2 separate regions of the Sus scrofa genome follow, and region 1 is linked to region 2. A link is a contact called in public HiChIP or PLAC-seq data. All regions are on one chromosome and are shown on one strand. The core of a region is the stretch at or near the end of the contact, and the rest is flanking DNA. Distances in the headings are between cores, read along the strand shown.

What was found. HiChIP or PLAC-seq counts read pairs in DNA pulled down with a chosen protein or histone mark.
Region 1: an H3K27ac HiChIP or PLAC-seq map of skeletal muscle shows a contact between it and region 2. The contact joins two enhancer-like sites. A contact is called at or near these places in 1 of 47 Hi-C or Micro-C datasets (fetal heart ventricle) and 1 of 2 datasets of contacts at active chromatin or transcription factors (skeletal muscle).

Annotation. Positions count from the first base shown.
Region 1 is chr8:18,306,270-18,313,184 of Sscrofa11.1, reverse strand. It overlaps a transcript of PPARGC1A not described here. Among named protein-coding and RNA genes, the nearest start is that of DHX15, 310 kb to the left of the region's middle. Within about 2 kb of position 2,169, at least 9 of the 83 cell types and tissues checked have an H3K27ac peak or open chromatin away from gene starts, as enhancers often do. A contact at or near this core is called in skeletal muscle, where this site is marked.
Region 2 is chr8:18,164,589-18,172,370 of Sscrofa11.1, reverse strand. It overlaps a transcript of PPARGC1A not described here. Among named protein-coding and RNA genes, the nearest start is that of PPARGC1A, 220 kb to the right of the region's middle. Within about 2 kb of position 1,475, at least 8 of the 83 cell types and tissues checked have an H3K27ac peak or open chromatin away from gene starts, as enhancers often do. A contact at or near this core is called in skeletal muscle, where this site is marked.

The sequences.
Region 1 (6,915 bases), core at 920-3,419, 140 kb before region 2:
TGAGCTGTGGTGTAGGTTGCAGATGCGGCTCGGATCCTGCGTTTCTGTGGCTCGGGCGATTCGACCCCTAGCCTGGGAACCTCCATATGCTGTGGGAGTGGCCCAAGAAATGGCAAAAAAAGACAAAATAAATAAAAAAATAAATAAATAAAGTCCCTGTACTCTGTCATCACAATGATGATGAGCTGGGCTAGAAAACCAAAGTGATTATTATCGGGCAAAATATAGAACTGGCGCTGGAGTGCTGGAGCGGTAAGTGGTGTTTTATCTAGGAAAAGTTTTGTTTCAACCTTTTTTGGTTGAAAATCCATTCTAAAGTATATCATGGAAGAAATGCTTCTCTCTCCATTTTTACGCCTTTTCCTTTTTGTGGCATGTGGGAGGTTCCCAGGCTAGGGGGCTCATCGGAGCTGTAGCTGCCAGCCTATACCACAGCCGCAGCAACTCGGGATCCGAGCCGTGTCTGTGATCTACACCGCAGCTCACGGCAATGCCAGATCCTTAACCCACTGAGGGAGGCCAGGGATTAAACCGAGTCCTCATGGATACCAGTCAGGTTTGTTAACCACTGAGCCACAACGGGAGGAACCCCAGACGGTTGTCATTTCTGAAGATCAGATTTTTGTTTTTTGTTTTTGTGTGTGTATGTGTGTGGGGGGGGGGGTTAGGTTGAGAGGATTTAGGGCATTAGCCAACTGATGGTTTTTAGCCTGAAATTTTTGATATCAATTTACTTCCAATGCAGTGAGTTAATGGGCACATTTTCCACAATCTCATTTGCATCCCTTGTTCCAAGGAAAATTGCCTAATAATATAGTTTTGCTTTCTCTCCGCTACCCAACAGTCCATATTCCTTTAGCCTCAAAGGAGAAAGCAAGCCCATTTCACCTGTACATGCTGTTGAAGAAGCAGATTCCTGTCGAGGTTCAAGGTCTAATCGGTTTGGCGTGGCATCTAGGAATCTCCGTTTTTTAAGCATCCTAAAAAAGCTGATGACAGCCTCTATTTCTAATAGGAAGGTTTTGGGAGGCCTACACTTTGAGAAACAGTGTGAGAGGCAGAGGAGTTGGTACCTGGGCAGATTCCAGGTGCAGAAAGAGAGGTGATGTGTATTAGAGAAAAATGTCCCTTCTCCCAGAAGGTGGTCTCATGGTGACTGAGTGGTGGTTTTTCATCAGTGACTCATGATACAACCTTGTAGGAAATTCAGACCCCAGATTCAAGTTTACAAACATATATGGAAGAGATTTTCTCGGGGTCCCAGGATTGGAATCAGACAGCGTAACACTGATTACTGGGAAATACATATTTATTACGAGAGCTGTTTTTTTTTTTTTTTTTTTTTTTGTAGTAGGGAGAATTTATTTCATGCAGAGCATATAGTATTTGATTGATATTATCAGATTATAGGAAGTCTATGAGAAAAGAAACAGTAACACAGCAAATTATCGCGTTAGAGTTATTCATCCAGCCATTTGTATCCCATGTGAATAAGCACTCTTGGAAAAAATTTTGTGATTCTGTCAAATAGAGAAATTATTCACAGAGAACATTTCCATTATTTTCAAAGCAACAACACTGGTATGGTTGAGCATCAGTGTGTGTGTGTGTGTGTGTGTGTTGCACACGGCATGTGGGTGGATATTGGCAAACAAGCCATGAACTAATAATAAAACAACACATTAGCAACAATTTAATTAAGCACAATTTATGTCAAAGTATCTGAATAGGGATATGATTACATAATTATGTGCAAAACTTTGAGGCGAAGAACAGACCTTTTTCTTTTCTTATAGGCAGCTCCACATTCCGCCATGGTCTGGCAGCTGTTTTTTGAGCTGCCAAGCTGGCTTAGAAGTGGGGCCAAACCTTTTCCGAGGGAATGGTCTGGGCGAGCTGGCAGGCTGTCCAGCTGTGTGTGGTCCCCGTCCCAGCAAATGAGTAAATCAGAGTTATAAGTTGTAAATGGGCTGCCAATGAGCTTCTGCATAGTAGGGAATGAGCTTGGCATCGTTTAAAGTCCAGTTCAGCGACAGCCTCTCTCGCGGCAGCCGCATCAAGGAGATGGTGGAAAATTAAGGCATGGTGGGCCACGGAGCTTCCACAGGGCATGAACTCGGTGTACTGTGCTCGAAATGTCACATTCCAAGAGGTCCTGGAATGAGCCGGCTCAGTGTCATGTCGCGCTGTGAGCTCCGCTCACATGATGCAAGCTTTTGCTTATCTGCCCAGGCCTAAAATAAGACACTCCGATGCTTTATTTATGAGCTCTGGGCCACCCAGGCCTGTGATGTAAGTAACCTTGGGGTACACAGCATTTGATCACTTCAATTCCCATTAACTACCTGTTTCTAAATGGGGAAACGCATTTGCCCAGCGCACTGCGTTATTCATGAAGACACAAAAGCAGCCTGTTGTGCTGTCACTGGGGCGGAGTTCCATGTAATGTGATCCAGCTGTTGAATGCCGCCCTGTGGGTTTCTAATGTTACTTTTCTCCTTCTCCTTTTCTTGTTCATTTCCTTTTTCTTCTTTCTTTTCTTTTTCTTCCTTCTCATCCCCCCCTCCCCCCGCCACCCCATTCTTAAAAATGGCCAGCTCCAGACCTGGTTAAACACGTCACTGTATATCTGTGAGTTAGGATCTGTTCTCCTGTTTAGCACAGAAGGTCAGGGGTTGGTGGCAGAGGACCCATTTTACATAATAATGGGAGCCTCTGGTGCAGTCTCTGAGCTTGGGCGTGATGCTATTAATATTTCAGACCTCATCATTTTTCATTGTGGGGGCTGTGCTGTGGATGGTATGCTGTTTGGAGCATTTCTAGCCTCTGTTCACTAGACGCTAGTTGCATTGACCCATTGTGATAACCACATTCCTCAGGGTCCCTTCGGGAGCAAAAATCGCCCCTGGTTGATCTAGTGTGATGACTGCCTGGGTCATTGTTCATGAGCAATTTCCCTAACTCTCTCTTTGATTGTAAGGATATAGGTGTCAGAACTGGATTTGGAGGCAGACAACCTGGGTTTGCATCTGGGCTCCAGCCCTCACTGTCACTCGCTAATGTGACTCTGGACAAGCTATTTAGCTTCGATCTAAGCCTTCACTTCTTCGCCTGTTACGTAAGCGCAATACTGCATCACTTATAAGGTAATTGGAAATCAGCGACCTAATATGTATAAAGAATATAGTGTATGATACATGCTCAAGAATTGCTGGTCTGATGACCTGACCTGATAGAGGAAATACTTTGACTGTCAATTTAGACATACAAAGAAAAAAAAAAAAGCCCTTTTCATCATGTGTTGCCCACTTCTGGTTTCTTCCTTCTTCTCGTTCCCTTCTCTTCTGTCCCCCAGCCATTCTTCTATTCCAGAAACTAATTATGGCCCAAGATGTGCAACAGGGAGAATGGAAAGAGAAGCGGTGAGGGGAATAGAGGAGAACAGTTTCGTGGTGGGATCATTCAATTAGGAAGCCCCAGGAAGAGGCGTGGGCAATCCCTTTAGCTTCCTGCATGGGTGTGTAAGGATTGAATGATTGTAAAAACAAAGAAACCCTCCACACACCATTCATCTGAACCCCACCCTGCCCTCAACAAAATGCCAAATCCACCTTGTGGTTTTTTTGCTTCGGGAGAAAGTGAAATCGCTTTCCTTATTCGGGAAGGAAGGTGACAAATGTTAAATCTGTTTTCTTAGGAAACAGCTGAGAAAACCGTCGAAATGACTCCATGTGACTCGCACAATTTTCTGCCTGGGTCTTCAAAGTCTGAGTCTCTTTTGAGCTGTATCTAAATCTAGAAAGAAGGGCCAGGCTAAGAACGAAGTCGACATCAGACAGGGAGTGAAGTCTGTAATCTTTAACACCGCCTTTTCAGCCATCACTCGCATATTTTACAGAGCCTCTCAAGGCTGCTGCTACCTGCCGCCAATTAAGAAATGCTTGGCAAAACCCCATTCTTCCAGTTTGTTCTGAAACGCTCTTTTCTCGGGGGAGGGTGCTGCGGTGTCCCTCACATGTTGCAGGTCCCTCTTCTTTGCATCCACTCTCTTTCTCATCCTTTCTAGTTGCACCGTAGAACCCGAGGGTTGGAAAGGATTTGACAGTTCGTCGAGCCCATTGGTTGCATTGCTTCTAGACCGTTTCTGACACGGTCCATCTCTTCCCTCCTTGAATGATTCTAGAGATGAGGCGTTCACGCTTATGGGAAGGAGGATGCTTAATTGTTGAAGCATTCTTTCTAATTGTTAGGGGCTTAGAGGTCTGCCTCCCTGTACCTGCACCCAATATTCTATCAACCCAGCTGTGGGGGTTCCTGTGGACCCAACTATGCCGGGACCCAAATATGAATTACATATAGCTTCTGCCCTCAAGGAGGGCATTATGGTCACGGTGAGATGTTTCATGGATGTAAATCATTTATTCATTCAACAACCATTTATGAGTCATCCCAATGAACCAGGTACCTTGTTAGGAGCTGGGGATACAATGGAGCAAGGACACCATCTCAACCCTCAGCGGAGCTTGCAGCCTAATGGAAGAGAAAGACAGTAATCAAAATTTCACCTTAGTAAATATATAATAAGGTGGCACTAACTTAAGTGTAATGAGAGAAAGGAAGTGGTTTTGTGCGTAGAGAGTTGGGTGGAAAAGGGAATGGTTTCTACATCAAACAGGCTGTTTTCTCCGAGTGGTGAAGATGAGTAGGAATGAAAATTGGTTGGAAGAGGAGGGGTGGGGTTAGCAGCCCAATGGGGGGGGGGGTGGCTGGAATGTGCTGAAACAGGAGCAAACCTGAGGACACAGGGAGTGATAGAGGCCTGCAGGGGTGGAGTCAGGAGGCAGAGGTGGCTGCCCTCAGCAGGGCTTTGGGGGCTGTGGATATTGGTCTTTGTCTTAAGACCAAGGCTGTCCAAGGGATCTCCAGAGCTGTCGAGGGGATAAATGCACAGGCTTGGTCACGGTTAGATACAGACCAGATCCAATCAGTGGATGGAGAGAATACACTGAAATAAATGCTGTCTGAGGGCTGAGGATGGAGCAAGGGACCCCGCCGCTGAGGCCACAGCAAGCTTTCTAGAGAAGGGAAGGTCTGAGTCCTTGTGAAATAAGAGTGGGCCTCTTTCAGGCTGGTGTTCCGGGTAGGGAAATTGCCACCACACATGCAGGCAGGCATGAAGAGCCACAGGACAATTCCAAAGCACAGCAAGTTATCTTTCACGGAGCACAGGGCTGGGGTCAGAGCTGGGCATCACTAGCTGGCCAAGAGCCCTCGACGGTGGGCTTCATCCTGAAGCTGAGCCTCTGTGGGTGATTGAGATGCTCAGCTGCAGTTTTATTTTTTTATTTTTTATTTTTTTGTCATTTCTTGGGCCGCTCCCATGGCATATGGAAGTTCCCAAGCTAGGGGTCGAATGGGAGCTGCAGCCCCCCGGCCTACGCCAGAGCCACAGCAACGCGGGATCCGAGCCGCGTCTGCAACCTACACCACAGCTCACAGCAACGCCGGATTGTTAACCCACTGAGCAAGGGCAGGGACCGAACCCGAAACCTCATGGTTCCTAGTCGGATTCGTTAACCACTGCGCCACGACGGGGAACTCCCTCAGCTGCAGTTTTAGAACAGTCTTTGGGCTTCCACGTGGCAGGGAAGAGCAGAAGCTGGCGCATCCAGCTGTGCAGTGGTCAGGATGGGGATACAAAGATCTTCCACCAGGGCAGGAGTGGTGGGCTGGAACTTTTAAGGAGCGAGAATCAACAGGAGGCAGTGTGCACGCCACAGACACCCTATCGCTTTCCTAATAGCTGGGGAAATATTCGCTACCGTTATCATGAATCTGTACAAAATGCTGCTTGGAAGACAACTTTACCGCAGAGCGAAATGACAAGAATAAAAGAGTCCAACACGTACAGAAGCAACAATGAGTACTTCCCCCTTTTATCTGCTCTTTTGGATTCGTGCACCTGTTCACTGTCTTTGTCAACGGCAGAGCATTATTTATAAGACGCCGTTATTTTTTTTCCCCTCTAAACATCTGGATGTTTGGCGTTGCACAGATAAAACATCTGGAGTTAGGCCTGAAGTTTTGCCTCTTTTCCCAGATGTTTGGTGTCCCGTTGACAAGGCCCGGGAGTCTTGGTGAAGAGCCATCTCATAAAACTAGGTGCTACACGAGGCTTGAGCCTCCTACAGATAAATTTGGAGGGGGTAGAAGGATGAATAAACCCCACTCAAGGCGGCTATAAGATAACCAAGCAAATTATGGGTCCAAGGGAATTGAGAATATTTCTGGTTGAGGAAAAGGGATACAAAGGAGTGTATTGGGGCTTTTTTTAGGATACATTTGCCAGTGAATGTTTGCTTTGAACAACTCGGGGTGGGGAGATCAGGGAGATTGCAAATGTGAAGGGCTTCTCCAGCTGGACTAAAGTCTATCATTTAGCCTGGCCGGCCGACAAAGAGGCAGGAACTTGAAGGCTGAGTTCATTCTTTCCTAAAGCGTTTTTGTTGTTGTTGTTTTGAAAGTATTTTCTAGGCTTTCTGATTAACCCCTTGTGATCTTTCATAAGAGAACGATCCACTAAGGGTCTGGGCAACTATTTCAGTATAGGAATTATACACAGACTTGAGACTGGTAGAACCCCATTGTCATATCTGGGGCAGGAGAAACGTTCAGGAGAGAATATGAAAACCGTGTTATTAATAAAATTGTGAGTAAATGATCTTGGCCAATCCTGGAACTGAGGGTAGATTCGTTCATTTTCCACCCCCCATCACCCCGCTGCAGCATCATAAGTTTCTCCTGAATCCTCGTCCGTTTTTATCTTTGGTCCGGAGGGGGGAGTGGCTATGATGGGTCAGGCTGTGGATGGTCCCCCAGCTCCATGAGGGGGCTTCCATGGATGGGGAGATGCCG
Region 2 (7,782 bases), core at 226-2,725:
ATACACATGGATTTTCACCCCTGCTATTTCTGTTCCCTCGCTGTTAACTTCCTCACGGCTCGTCCCCCTCTTACCCTAGCCCAGGAGATGCTCGTCTGCTTTTCACTAGACTCCGTATGTGGGATTCCAGAGTGTGATGAGCTTGACTGTCATGGATTGACATCAAAGCCAATTAAATTAGTTTTCCCCCCAAGGTGGCTCATTTGCTTCGGTAATTGGAAACTGGTCATGGCAGTTTCCAATGGAAAGTTTCCTTTGGAAAGTGGCTTGAGCCACCAAGTAGTCTGCAAACGAGATGTTTGCGAAAGCAATGGACACACGATCTTACTCTCACAGGACCCTGATATTATAAAGGCTTTCTGCCGGGAGAGTGGGTGGTCCAGGTGGTTAGAGGCATATTGGAATATGATCCAATTTAACTAGCTCCCACTTGAGTCCTACCCTTTCTTTGAGTCATAACCCTAGACCGAGTGTTATACATGCATATTATGACCTCAGAGAACATTAGCCCAATGGGGTGTGATCCCCATTTTTTAGATAAGAAAGTGAGACCCAGGGAAGGGAAGTAATTGCCCCAAGTTATACAACTGATGAACTGCAGGATTTGAGAAGGGCTGCATTCTTAAGTTCTACATGATTTCTCCAACTGGTTCTAAAAAGGTGGTTTCCTGGTGGCTACCAGGCCTATATTTTTGAGAAGAGGTGTTAACACTGAGCTAATTCCTGATCTTCTTCCACATCTGGGCTCATGCGTTTTGAGCCTCACATCCCCGCCCTGTCTTCACTGGTTCACATGCCGCCTCCAGCATGACATCCATGCCGATACCTTCCAGCAAGACGGCAGCTCTCTCTTCTTCGAATTGTGTTGCCCGTGATGCTCTGGAAGCTCTGCTTAATTCACGGAATTGCCTGGCAGGCTCTCTAACAAGGGCGTTCCATCCTTTGCTCCCCTCTGTCCACTTTGCCCTGCCTGGCACTGTGCCTGGCCCATCACAAATAACACATATTTGCTCAGCGAATTGAATCTGAGCTGCTCCCTCCCTGACAGGGACCTTGGGAGCGTCAGGACTCCAGGTGGAGGAAAAGGTTGTCGACAGCGGAGAATTGCTCTACACAGACTATTTCACACTTTTTGCCAAGGGCCAGCTCGGATTTCTCTTAAAATCCAGTCCACAAAGAACTGAAGCTGAGGGGGTGGTGCGCTTGCCTCCTAGGACGGTGGGGTGGGGTGGGGGTGCGCACCAAGGCTTTTGCTCCTGAAAAAAATCTCAACGAGAAAGCAAGCAAACAAAACAAAACAAAACAAACCCCCCCACATTTAAAACTTCCTCTTGGAAAGCTCTTCTGCCTTTGATTTTGCAGAATGTCTTCAAGTGATTTGGGTCTATTTTTAATACCCGTGAGACATGATGTTGGAAGGAGAGCTAAATATAGGGGCCACCTCCCCCTTTCTTTTATTCATTGGCCTTAATCTAACTGGGAGGAGAAGCACACGCACATGATATTTCACCACAGAGTTGTGACGTTTTGCCCCGGTGGGCCCGGCTGAAAGGAAATTCATAAATACTGTGTCGGAAATAAAGATAATGAATGGATTCTTTTTGGAGAAAACGTTAAGTGGGAGTTTATTTATGTTAAACCTCCCCTGTCTGCTGAAGACAGCGAGCTCGTTCCTCTTGTTCTCCTCGGGGTCCTTTGGGGACAGCAGCCAGCCTGCGTTCCTGGAGCAACCCTACCATCGGAATCCAGAAGAGCAGGACGCGCAGCCAAAAATACCACATGGCATCAGAGCAGCAGCTAGAATTCCGGTTTATTATATGGTTACGAGCCTCCTTTTTCTCCCCTTCTTTTTTGTAAAGAAGGCATTAAGTGCTTGTTAAAAGCAAACGACTTTGTGAGGACCCAGTGGACCAGAAGGAGAGGCAAGGGCTTCCTGCCTCAGCCGTAAGCCCGAGGGCTCTGTGCTGGAGGGCTCCCCTCTCAGTCTTAGGTGTTCTTTCATGTCTGTGCGTTTCCCACACGCCTTCGGCATCCATTGTTTGCATGTGTTTGGGGTGATCCCTATATTATTAGCATCCCGGGATGCGGCTTGGAATAGTCCCTGGGGTGTCTTCAATCTGGCGCGGGTGCCATCACTGGCTGTCTCTGCCAGGGGCGGCGCTGATGAAGAAGGGCCGGCAGCCGAGAGAGTGGCTCCCACGATGGGCTCTGGAATCATCTACTTGGTCCTGGATTCCCTCCTTGGGAGCCATGAGCCCTTTGGAAAGGGATTCAGCGTGTTCCTGCTTTCGTCTCCTTATCAGCAAAGGAGAGATGATGATACTATCGTAGGGAATTGTTTCAAAAATTGAAGCCCGTGGTACATTGCAAACACTCAACATCCTTTAGCTTCTGTGTCTACCACGGTGACAAAGGGTGGGGCCGGGGAACCTTCCAGAGCGGAGACACGATTCAGGCCCCTGGTTTGATGTATTTACCATGTTTCCACAACCATCCACAGGGGGGCCGTGGCTTGTTTTGGTTTCTGATCTGCTCGTGGTCCTCATGTCTAGTGTTGTTTGAGGAAAGGTGGCAACCTTCCCCTCAGGTGGGAAGTTGCAAGGACGCTGACAGTTGTCCCTATGTTTCCTGTGGCTGCTTTGGTGTGTGTGTGTGCGTGTGTAAATATTTATTTTTTTAATGATTTTTATGTTTTCCATCAGAGCTGGTTTACAGCGTTCTGTCAATTTTCTACTGTACAGCAAGGTGACCCAGTCACTCATACACATACACATTCTTTTTCTCACTTTATCATGTTCCCTCATAAGTGATTAGATGTGGTTCCCAGTGTTACACAACAGGATCTCTTTGCTTATCGATTCCAAAGGCAATCGTTTGCATCTCTGTGGCTGCTTCTTGGAGAAGAGGCCTTCTGCTGTCTGCCTCCTCTGCCATTCCCCAATAAAGAGCAGCCCGCAACTCTGCCTGAGAGATGCAGCTACAGCTGGAAGCACTGGAAGATGTCTCCCAAGGAGGTAGAAATCAGAAAGTCCCGAATGGCTCTCGTTCTGCCCAAATCCAAGAAACGCAGTCCCTACTTATCCCTAAGCCTTTCAAAAGAAGCTGCATTTAAAAAAAAATTTTAATTATTTTTTTTTTTGTCTTTTGTCTTTTTAGGGCCACACCTGCAGCATATGGAGGTTCCCAGGCTAGGGGTCAAATCGGAGCTGTTGCTCCCCGCCTACGCCACAGCCACGCCAGATCCTTAACCCACTGAGCAAGGCCAGGGATTGAACCCACAACCTCATGATTCCTAGTCAGATTCATTTCCGCTGTGCCACGCCGGGAACTCCTATTTTTATTTTTAAAAGTTTTGTTGAAGGATAGTTCACTTAACAATGTTGTATTAGTTTCAGGCGTAATCACTCACACACCTAAACATGTCCATTCTTTTTTCCCATATAGGCTGTTTCCAACTATGGAGTAGACTTTCCTGAGCTGTGCAGCTGCATTTTTAAATCTCTTTGCTTGCGTGTGCTCCCGTCCCTCTGTCTTTAAGAAAGGCAGTTTTCCAGAGCAATGCTCTTTGTTAAGTGCCATTAGAAAGACATCTCTGCTGATCTCTGAGTGGTCAGCCCCTAAGGGGGCCTTTGGGGAAACACCTTGGGGCTATTAGGTCAGAAGAACCTTTGCCCCCAAATTTCTCTGTTTATACACATATTTGACTGGAATCTAGCAGAGAAGAGTTAGTTTGTGTAGGCATCAGTGTCTTGTCTGCATCCTTAGATATTTGGATTTGGATGAAACTAAAGAGAAAAAAGAGTTCATAGGTTAGAGTGCTGTGAAGTCTTCTTGTTGGTGCAGTGGTCCTCATTCCCATTGAAACACTTCTGAAAGTATTTTGTTTAAAAAAAAAATTTTTATGGTCACATCCATGGCATATGGAAGTTCCTGGGCCAGGGACTGAATCTGAGCCACAGCTGTGACTGAAGCCACAGCCGAGGCAGTGCCAGATCCTTTAACCCATTGTGCCAGGGTGGGGGGTTGAATCTGAACCTCCTCAGGGATCTGAGCCGTTGTCGTCAGATTCTTAACCCACTGTGCCACAGCGGGAACTCCCAGAAACTATTTTATTAAAAAACGCTACCAGAGCTTCCTGGTGGCTCAGTGGGTTAAGGAGCTGGTGTTGTCACTGCTGCGGCTCTGGTTACTACTGTGGCGAGCAAGGGTTTGATCCCTGGCCTGAGAACGTCTGCGTCCTATGGGTGTGGCCAAAACATAAAAATAAAAAAATAAAAATGCTACCACCCAAAGCCTTAAGCCTAGATTATATACCACGGTCTGGGGCCGGGTCTGCATGTTGACCTTCTCCAAGGACACTGCAATAAGAGCGGAACTCCTGGCGCCGAACCTGGTCGATCCTGGGGGTTGGGATGGATGGAGCCCTGAGGCTGTACCAGCATCCTCCCTTCTCCGTAGCTCAGGTGATACTGTGGCTAAGTTGATTTACTTGCCTGGCTTTCTCCTTCACAGGACAGTGAGGGCCTCAACGGTTCCTCACCTCTCATTCCTAGCACCCAGCCCCATTGCTAACACACATTAGGCCTTTAGTTCATGTTTTTAGAATCCATGAGCTAGAAAATGTTGTAAAAAAAAAAAAATGACTTCGCATCTGTTTACTTATGAAGAAAGACATTTATCTTGATTTCTGCTCCAGGACTGGATTTATCTCTGATGCCAGTTTAGGACTAAGAAAAATATTTGGATTTGAATTCTGACATTTTGTGTCTCTATAAATTTATGGCTGAGTTGATAGCTCTAAGAGGCACATTTAAAATCTAAAATGAATTAAATAAGTTAGAGAATTTGTCTCCCCATCCCTACCCCCTAAAACCCAAAAGTGCGAATCAAATGTGTGCCGGTTTCATGGTTGCTAGGTTAACGCATCGTCTGCATCTGCAAATTGGAGTTTATTTGTTGTGGAACCTTAAAAAATGATGCTGTTCAGACAGAAACTAGAAAGTATGAATTTAGGTCTTATTTTGTAGTTCCTGTCGCAGTGCTTTCCTGAAAAAAAAAAAAAAGGAACAGCACGTTTGTCACGAGTGGTCTAACCTCGACATCATATTTGTGTGTGTGTGTGGTTTTAAAGCCAGATCCTTGATGTTACTTTAACTTGGTTTTCCTGGTTTAATTTATTTTAGTTGGTAAAGATTATTCATCACTCATTCAATTCCAAGGTTAGCTATTGATTCTTTTCTCCTCATTTGGTATTTTCTGACATTTTGTGGCACTCGATATTGATTTGTACAAAATCAGTCATCTAAATGTCCAGAGGAGGCGTCATTCACTTGTCATCAGCTGTTTTTCTGAACTAATAAGTGGAAGAGTCATGTACATCGAGGTTGTTGGGTGATTTAAGGGCGGGAGTCCTGCCCATCACACCTGCTAGATCCTGCTTATAAAAATCCTTATGTAATTTTGACTAGTATATACAAAACAGATAGTTAACAAGGACCCACTGTATAGTATGAGGGAATCTACTCAATACTGTGTGGGAAAAGAATCTAAAGAGAATATATATATATCTGAAGAGAATATATATATATATCTGAGAATATATATATATCTGATTTTCTTTGCTATACACCTGAAACTAACACAACTTTGTAAGTCAACTCTATTCCAGTGAAATTTATATACATAAAATATCCTCACTTAGTTTTAAAAGTGAGATCACTGAGAATATTCTCCAGAGGTAGCACCCAACAGTTTCTTAGTCGGGGGCTCACTTCTTCCCTGTAACATTTATCAGTTAATCCATTCCCAAGTCACTGTAAACCTACACTCTTAAGAAAAAAATAATAAGATAAATAAAGCTTGCTATGCAAGTCGATCTTCAAGACAAATCACCCTTTGTTTCTTAAATGTCATGAATCAGCCTTGATAAAATGCAAATAGGTTCTCGGAGATCTGGAGCGGAGCCTGCGTTTCTGCCTTTCCAGCAGGCTTCTAGGTGACGCTGCTCTGTGCACTTTGAGTAACAAGCCCTTCGCCCACCTGCTAACTAAATTCTCATTCTTATTGCCTCCTAGTTTGAAATTCTTGGACTGTATCTGAGGTTTCCCTGGCATTAAGATGTTAGCTTTAGGCGTAAATGAAGAAGAAAGAGCATATCCCTACCCCTGCTGTTATACAACATGCATTTTGTAACAGCTCTGAGAACCTAGGTGTGTGCTGCAAATATGTAAACCAACTGGATAGTTTTTAATAATCTTCGAAGAATCTGGTGGGTGATAAAGTCAGTTTTCATGAGTCTTGGAATTTATATTTCTTTCTTTTCTTTCTTTTTGGCTACCCTGTGGCATATGGAGTTCCTGGGCCAGGGATCAGATCCCAGTTGCAGTTGCAGCCTACCCTGCAGCTGTGGCAATGCGGGATCCTTAACCTACTGTGTAGGGCTGGGGATCGAACCTGCATCCCAGCCCTCCAGAGATGTCGCTGATCCTGTTGTGTCACTGCAGGAATTCCTGAATTTATATTCCTTAAAGTTATGTGTGCCTGGGGGGCTTTGGCAATCCCTCACCTCCTCTGTTCTAAGCCTTTCTCCTCTTCTGAGGTTCCTCTGGCCCCATCATGATTTCTTGCCTGGTTGCAAAGAGTCTTATTCTCTACGCTGAATTGAAAAATAACCTGTGACAAAGTGTTAGGAGGTAAAGCTTTAGGCTACTCCTCCTAGGAGTATTTGCAATTTCATAGACAAGAGGCAGAAAAGTTCTTGAAACCAAAAGATATGCCTGATGAAATCTGAGCCCCATGGCAGTCTGCTCGAGGACCTTTATGGGGGGTGGGTAGGAAGAAGGAATGATGTTTCCAGCCTAACAGATAGCTACCTCTTTTTTAAAAAAAATTAATTTTAGTTGATTTACAATGTTCTGTCAATTTCTGCTGTACAGCAAAGTGACCCAGTTATACAAACACATATACATACATCATACACACACACGTCATGTATAGATCACATATATACATACATCATATATATATATATATATATATATATATACACATCATATATATATACACATTATTTTTTTTTAACACCATCCTCTGTCATGTTCCCTCACAAGTGATCAGATATAGTTCCCTGGGCTCTACAGCAGCATCCCAGTGCTCATCCATTCCAAATGCAATAGTTTGCATCTACTAACCCCCAACTTCCAGTCCCTCTTCTCCCTTCTTCCCCCTTGTGGCAACCAGCCTATTTCTCATTCGTTCATCCTGCTCATAAGATCTGCCTTCCCACTCTACTCGTTAGTCCATTCGTTATTATTTCTGGGGGCTTCAAGATAGTCTTTGAAGTAGTCTCCCTCAAGGAAGTAGTCTGCAATTCATCTCTGCTGGGCCTAACATTTGCTAAGGCAACGCTCTGTCTCTCTGGGCTTTCTTGAAGTCCAGGATCTCACACCGTCAGGAACAGTCTCTCCACATCCTGGAAGGGGAAATATTATTCTTTGTATTGAATTGAGAAGGATGATGCATGGAATGTCTTCACCTGGTTGGACTTAGATTTGATTCTTCTCAAAGCAGCGACAGATTCATATGTAGAGAAAAATCGAGGTTCTTCATCTGTATGTTGTTTTTTATTACATTATTTTGCTTCAGGCACAAACCTATCAAAGTAATTCAGACACTGTGGATGAACTCATCTGATTTCCATCAATAAAAGTCTACTAAACCCTTTCGATAATAGGCAGTGGGTATTGTGACACAGTTATAGGGAGACATGGGATACCAGGCAGT